Regions from separate parts of the Mus musculus genome. Here region 2 is linked to region 1. Evidence: chromatin contacts called from public HiChIP or PLAC-seq data. All regions are on one chromosome and are shown on one strand. The core of a region is the stretch at or near the end of the contact, and the rest is flanking DNA. Distances in the headings are between cores, read along the strand shown. Region 1 has its middle 98 kb from the start of Gm34031. Region 2 overlaps Kcnmb2 (potassium large conductance calcium-activated channel, subfamily M, beta member 2).

Region 1 (2,901 bases), core at 241-2,740:
CTGTTGCTTAATACATAAATTGCTTATAAGAAAACTCATCATTTAATGTTCTTGAATTGTACTTTCTATGAATAAAGAATGCCCTCTTCAATGATGAGGTAGGAGAAAGGAGATCAAAGAGATACAATTGATAAAACATGACCCCTGTAACAGGACTGGGTGAACAAAACTGTATTGGGATACCAGCTTTGCCATATGTTAGTTCATGAACTTGGTCACTATTAATTCATCTGGGTCTCCATGGGTTTGCTTCTAAAATGGAGATGGCAATGCTTTCCTATTAGGGATGTCGTTTGTGCAATGGTTACTCTTCCTTGTTGACCTAGAATCCCAGGGGTAACACAGTTCCAAGAATGTCTATAAGGGTGAATCCAAAAAGATTTAACTGGGGAAGGAAGACCTACCTTGAATGTGGAATGCCTATCCCTAGGGCCTCTTAAACTGAATAAAAAGGAGAAAATGCACGCTGACCATCAGTGTTTGTGCTGTGTGCTTCTGACTGTGGACATGATGTGACCAGCCACTTCACACTCTTGACCTCCTGCCTTCCCCCACTATGACTGATTTATATCCAGAAACTGGGCGTCAGAATAAACCTGCCCTTCCTTAAGTGGCTTTCATCAGATACTTTTCATAGCAGTAAACAGTCATGCCGTCCAGGCCACAGAGCGAACGTCTCCGGTGCCAGCGAGACCCGTTTTATTGCCTGTTCATTAATTTCAATTTTTATTTAATGTCAACTCAGAAAAAAAGTAATAGCTTAGAAATCAAACTTAGAAGAATTGTTGGAGTGAATTGCCAGGCTGTCCAAAAGTTGGAGATCATAGAAAGTAGCTTTGCTTATGTCCAAAAACATGGTTTCTCTCTAACAATAAAACAAAAACAAAGAGTAGAACCTGACATGCCTGTGAGGTTGCAGAGGGCTTTGGTGGGCATTTCAGAGAGGAAGCATTGTTTGGCACTGATGCCTCTTCTTCCTTCCTTTGTCAAGCTGGAAGAGACGTGTGCAGGTACAACCGGAAAACAAGGAGTAAAATCTGTGAAACAAAACAAGATCAATGCAACCACTGGCTGTAAAGGAGCCTCAGGATGGGGATAGAATGTGAAGTTGACGTGGGGGTATGGTGAGGTTTTAGAGTCTTCTGGGAGGTAATCAGGGACAGCAATCCTCAGAGGGAAGCCTGTACTTGACTGGAGATGGTTAACAGCAGAAATGACAGTTTCAAGATGGATGATAGTCCCCTGTTAACTGCAAGGGCACAGTTTCACATCTGCAGGGGCTTTTCCCTGGACTACACAACTCCTCACAGCCATTTTCCCTTGGTAAATCAAAGCCATCAATTATCACCTCTCCCCAAACCCCGCAGTTGCCTTCAGATGTTGCAGAACAGAAAGGGCTGAACAAGAAAATCACTGGCTGGGGTCGGTTCTTCTGGAGCTGTGGGCTGTCAGCGATGCTGTCAGACAAGCTAAGAGCTACTGTGGGATTTTCACCCCACACTGGGCTCAGACTCCAACTGAGTGCTGTCCAAGCTTGCCATGCTTGGCTTGCTGCACACATCTGAGTACAGAGCCTTCACGGAGCCGTGGAAACTGGAGCCTCCTTGCTCTTGTCACTGATCTGAAAGAACTTCAGCTTTAGTCCCAGTGCTCTTCCACCAGTCCCAAGGTTTTAAGGATTCTGTGTCTGAACAAACCAAGTAGGAGTCCTTCTATAGCCAAAAGGAGCTAGAGAGTGCTAGCATCCTATATTTATGCAATGGGAGTTGTAAAAAAATTAGAGCCAATATTTGAATGACACTTACTGGTGATTTCTAAAAAGCAATCTAGTCAGGCCAGTGAAATGGCTCTCTGGGTAAAGCACTTGCCACCAAGGCTGACGACCTGAATTCTATCCCTTGGAACTCCCATGGTAGAAGGAGACTGACAACTTCCACAAGCTGCTATCTGATTTCTATGTGTGTACAGTAGCTCGTACACATGAGAGTACAAATAGTGATATAATAATAATGATAATAACATTTAAATGAAATCATTTATTCAGCCAACTCTAGATTGTTTATTTGAACTAACCACTGATCTATACCCAATAGTACTTGATAGTTTTGCCTAACTATTGAACTTAAAAGAATAATAGCTGTTTTATGAGTAAGCAATGTATGCTTATAAAAGGTAGATTAAAAAATACTCATATAAATGATAAGCCTACATTTTCCATGGCTACCACCCTGTTCTACAGCTGGTAATCTGCTCAATCTTCTGACATTTTTCTCTCTGAGTATAGTATGCGTGTGTGTTTGTGTGTGTGTGTGTGTGTGTGTGTGTGTGTGTGTGTGTGTGTGTTGTGATAAGCCAACCTTGAGCATCTGTATTTATATCATTTTATATATGTGCATGTCACTTTAGAAGGTGGTTTCTAGAGACAAACTGTTGAAACAATGAGAATGTAGATCCAAAATGTAATTAGTAAGCTTCAAATTGTCCCTCTGAGTGATTTGGTTTTCTAACTTATACCTTGACCAATACTGCAGGAGAACACAATTTCATTCAACCATCTCAACATCGGTCGATCATTAAGATTCTTAGATTTATCTCCTTTTAAAATTAGTTCTTTGAGACATTCATCCAATATATTTTGATCACATTCATTCCTAAGCCCAACTCTTCCCTACCCACTCAGGTGTGTGTGTGTGTGTGTGTGTGTGTGTGTGTGTGTGGTCTTCTATTGAAACATGGTTTATATATCAGGCACTACCCTCAGAGAAAACTGTCTCTCCCTCTCCCAGCAGCAAACAATTGCTAGTAGCTTGTCAGCTAATCCTGGAATTGCATGCCCAATTTCCATCTCCATATTAGGGTTTAGTCTGACTTGGGCTTACAGTTTTTCGGCATGCTGTTCTT
Region 2 (2,901 bases), core at 168-2,667, 350 kb after region 1:
CATCCTTCAAAACCACAAATTAGATGTAGTGCTATGAATAATAGTTGGCTATGTGTCACAGAGACCAGATCATAAGTGACCACCACCTGTCTTCAGGCACAAGGTTCCTTGCATGGTCTCCCAGATGTTGAAAAATCATCTTCAGTGAAAACTTGGAAAATACTTTGCCACTTGTCTGATTGTTGTCAAGGAGCCGTTGGCTCTCAGCTTCCTCATTAACTCTCCATCTAAGTGGCAGATGTACCACTTGCTCAGTCTTTAGACACCAAGTGGGAGAAAGGTTCTTAGACCTGGTATAAGACACCATCGAGACTACACAGTCTTCCAGATCTCCAAATGAAACACACTCTGATTAAAAGGCTGGAAAAACCCATGAGAGAGACAGGAGACATAGCAAGGGAGAACCAAGGAAATATTGGCCACTACGTCAAATATCCCCCCCCCCCCAACTTGTTTTTCAAGACTGGGTTTCTGAGTATAGCTCAGGCTGTCCTTGAACTCACCGTGTAGGCCAAATTGGTCTCAAATTCAGAGCCCCACCCACCACTGACTCCTGAGTGCTGGGATTAAAGGCATGTGCTGCCACTATCAGGCTTCTAAAATGTTTCTGTTGTCATTTTTAAGAACAATGATGTGATCAATAAATAGCATAAAATTAAACAAGCTGAGAGGTCCAGTAAGATGTGGCGGGACAAGGAACTGTTTGAGGCACTACTGAGAAGGTCCAGCAACCCCAGGAGAATGAGCCTGAGCAGCTTTGGGAGTCGCTTCATTCTGTCCCTGTGTGACAAAGGCAAAAGCGTTCCTTTCCTCCCAACTCCACCGTCTGCAAGAGATGACCAGGACAGAGGTTGCTTGTTCTTCTGACTCCACCTGAAGAGCACAGTGCTTAGGGCAAGGCTGATGTTACGCTGTCCACAGCAGGCAGTAGACTGAGGCACACAATAGTTCTTAATAAAATTTGGCAAATAGACACTCAAATAAATGAACTCAAATAAAGTACATAGTTGATTTTGGAGGCAAAAAGCACAACAGGATTTAAAAAAATCACTCCCAACAAATAATGTTTTCTAAAGTAAATCACTTGATCTAAAATTACTACCATGCATTTGGCTTTCCCTTCAAACGCCCTGGAGCCAAAACAACTCAACCCTTACGGAGAGAAGGTATAATTTGCTGTCTGCAAAGATAAAGCCTCACCCATTAGATGCAACCCTAAATGCCTGTGCTTGGACTGACCTTTTGCTTCGCCACCGTGATGTCATTAGTGTGATAATTTTATGCAAGATTAAGCATGTAATTATGTGTTAAATACTTTCCTCCGCTCCTGCTTGCTCACTCAATAAAGCAGAGTGCATTAGGAGTGTCCTACACTAGAGCTCCAGGCTACTGGCGTTCTAAACGACGGCCTCTCTGCTCTTTCTCAGCTCGATATCTCACTTGCGCTTGCAGCTGTACCCTCAAGGCCCAGCACTGCGAGCTGCTAGCACTGAGAAGCCACTGCATGGAGCAACTCCAGCAGAAGCTCCTCGAATGCTTTCCACTTAAGTAAATTCAGAACCCAAGAGGTTGTAGCAGGATTTCACCCATTGGCTCCCCATCAGAGTTACCTGGATAGGAACTGCTCTGAAATGCTGAGCCATCTCTCCAGCCTGCAGCACCATAATTCTTCAATAATTCTCCCTAGACGTCTCCAGCGTACAACCAAACTCATTGGCATTACCATCCCAATCCTCTTGCTTAGGACAAGTGTCAGAACTTAGCGCTAATGAAGAAGTAGTTTGATCTTACCATCTCAATAGTTCTTGTGACAGTCACTGGCCCCATAGGACAGGAAAGAATTGGTTTGCTCCCTGTGCAGGTACAAAGCAACTTAATTGGATTTTCTTTGTGAAGAAAATCCAATCCATTTATTTTTAAGTTTATGTGTATGTAGTGAGGGTGGCAAAACAAAGGAAAGTAATGCTTAGTATGTGCTTATCACATGCCAGTATACTTGATATACTTGCAATGTTCTTGATATCACATGCGATGTACTGGAGGTCCTCTTGCATATATTGTTGACTTGTCTTCCAAGCCTGGTGGCAGAAATTATCCCTTCCATTTTTCCACCAAAACTTGGAGCTGTTAATTGGCTTGTACAAAGTCACACAGTTGGTAGATGTTGATGCCAAGAGGCGCGCAAACACCTGGACCATCTGCTGTTCGCACTCATCGTCTTCTTAGGCCATGCTGCCCTTTGCAAAAGATCCTTATTGAATGATAAGTCAGCCAACAACCTAAACTTTCCGAGTAAGTCAATGAGAGGAGAGGGGAGACATGATGGTTAGAGAAGAAGTGTAGAAGATGCCCAGGTCTGGGATGTAGCTGAATTGGTAGAGTGCTTGGCTGAATTCATCTGCAGGCACAAAGGCCAACTGTGGTGGCACACAGCTGTCACTCCAGCACTCAGGAGGTAGACAGAAGGATCAGAAGTTCAAGGTCATCCTATAGTACATAGATAATCCAAAGCTAGCATTTGTCTCAGATAGATAGATAGATAGATAGATAGATGGATGGATGGATGGATGGATGGATGGATGGATAGATAGATAGATAGATAGATAGATAGATAGATAGATAGATAGATAGATAGATAGATAGGCTAATAAACAGACAGACACACAGATAGGCATACAAACAGACAGGCAGGCAGGCAGGCAGGCAGGCAGGCAGACAGGCAGGCAGATAAAATAGAAGATGCAAGACAGCCTAAGCTAAGGGAAAATTTGAGAACATGCCACATGCACAGTGTCAGAACATGAGGCCAAACCAAGGCAACCCTCATAGTTTCTGGTGCTCTCTTAGGCTGTCAAAGCAGCAGAGCCATTTATTGCCAACTGTGCACTTGGCGCATCAGAC

What was found. HiChIP or PLAC-seq counts read pairs in DNA pulled down with a chosen protein or histone mark.
Region 2: an H3K27ac HiChIP or PLAC-seq map of VIP interneurons shows a contact between it and region 1, with 6 times the contacts expected there. The contact joins two enhancer-like sites. A contact is called at or near these places in 2 of 484 Hi-C or Micro-C datasets (cortical neurons and embryonic stem cells) and 2 of 115 datasets of contacts at active chromatin or transcription factors (SST interneurons and VIP interneurons).

The regions. Positions count from the first base shown.
Region 1 is chr3:31,802,686-31,805,586 of GRCm38.p6, forward strand. No RefSeq gene overlaps it. Among named protein-coding and RNA genes, the nearest start is that of Gm34031, 98 kb to the right of the region's middle. Within about 2 kb of position 1,491, at least 2 of the 459 cell types and tissues checked have an H3K27ac peak or open chromatin away from gene starts, as enhancers often do. A contact at or near this core is called in VIP interneurons, where this site is marked.
Region 2 is chr3:32,148,839-32,151,739 of GRCm38.p6, forward strand. All of the region lies in intron 2 of Kcnmb2 (potassium large conductance calcium-activated channel, subfamily M, beta member 2), which reads left to right. Among named protein-coding and RNA genes, the nearest start is that of Gm42201, 180 kb to the right of the region's middle. Within about 2 kb of position 1,418, at least 10 of the 459 cell types and tissues checked have an H3K27ac peak or open chromatin away from gene starts, as enhancers often do. A contact at or near this core is called in VIP interneurons, where this site is marked.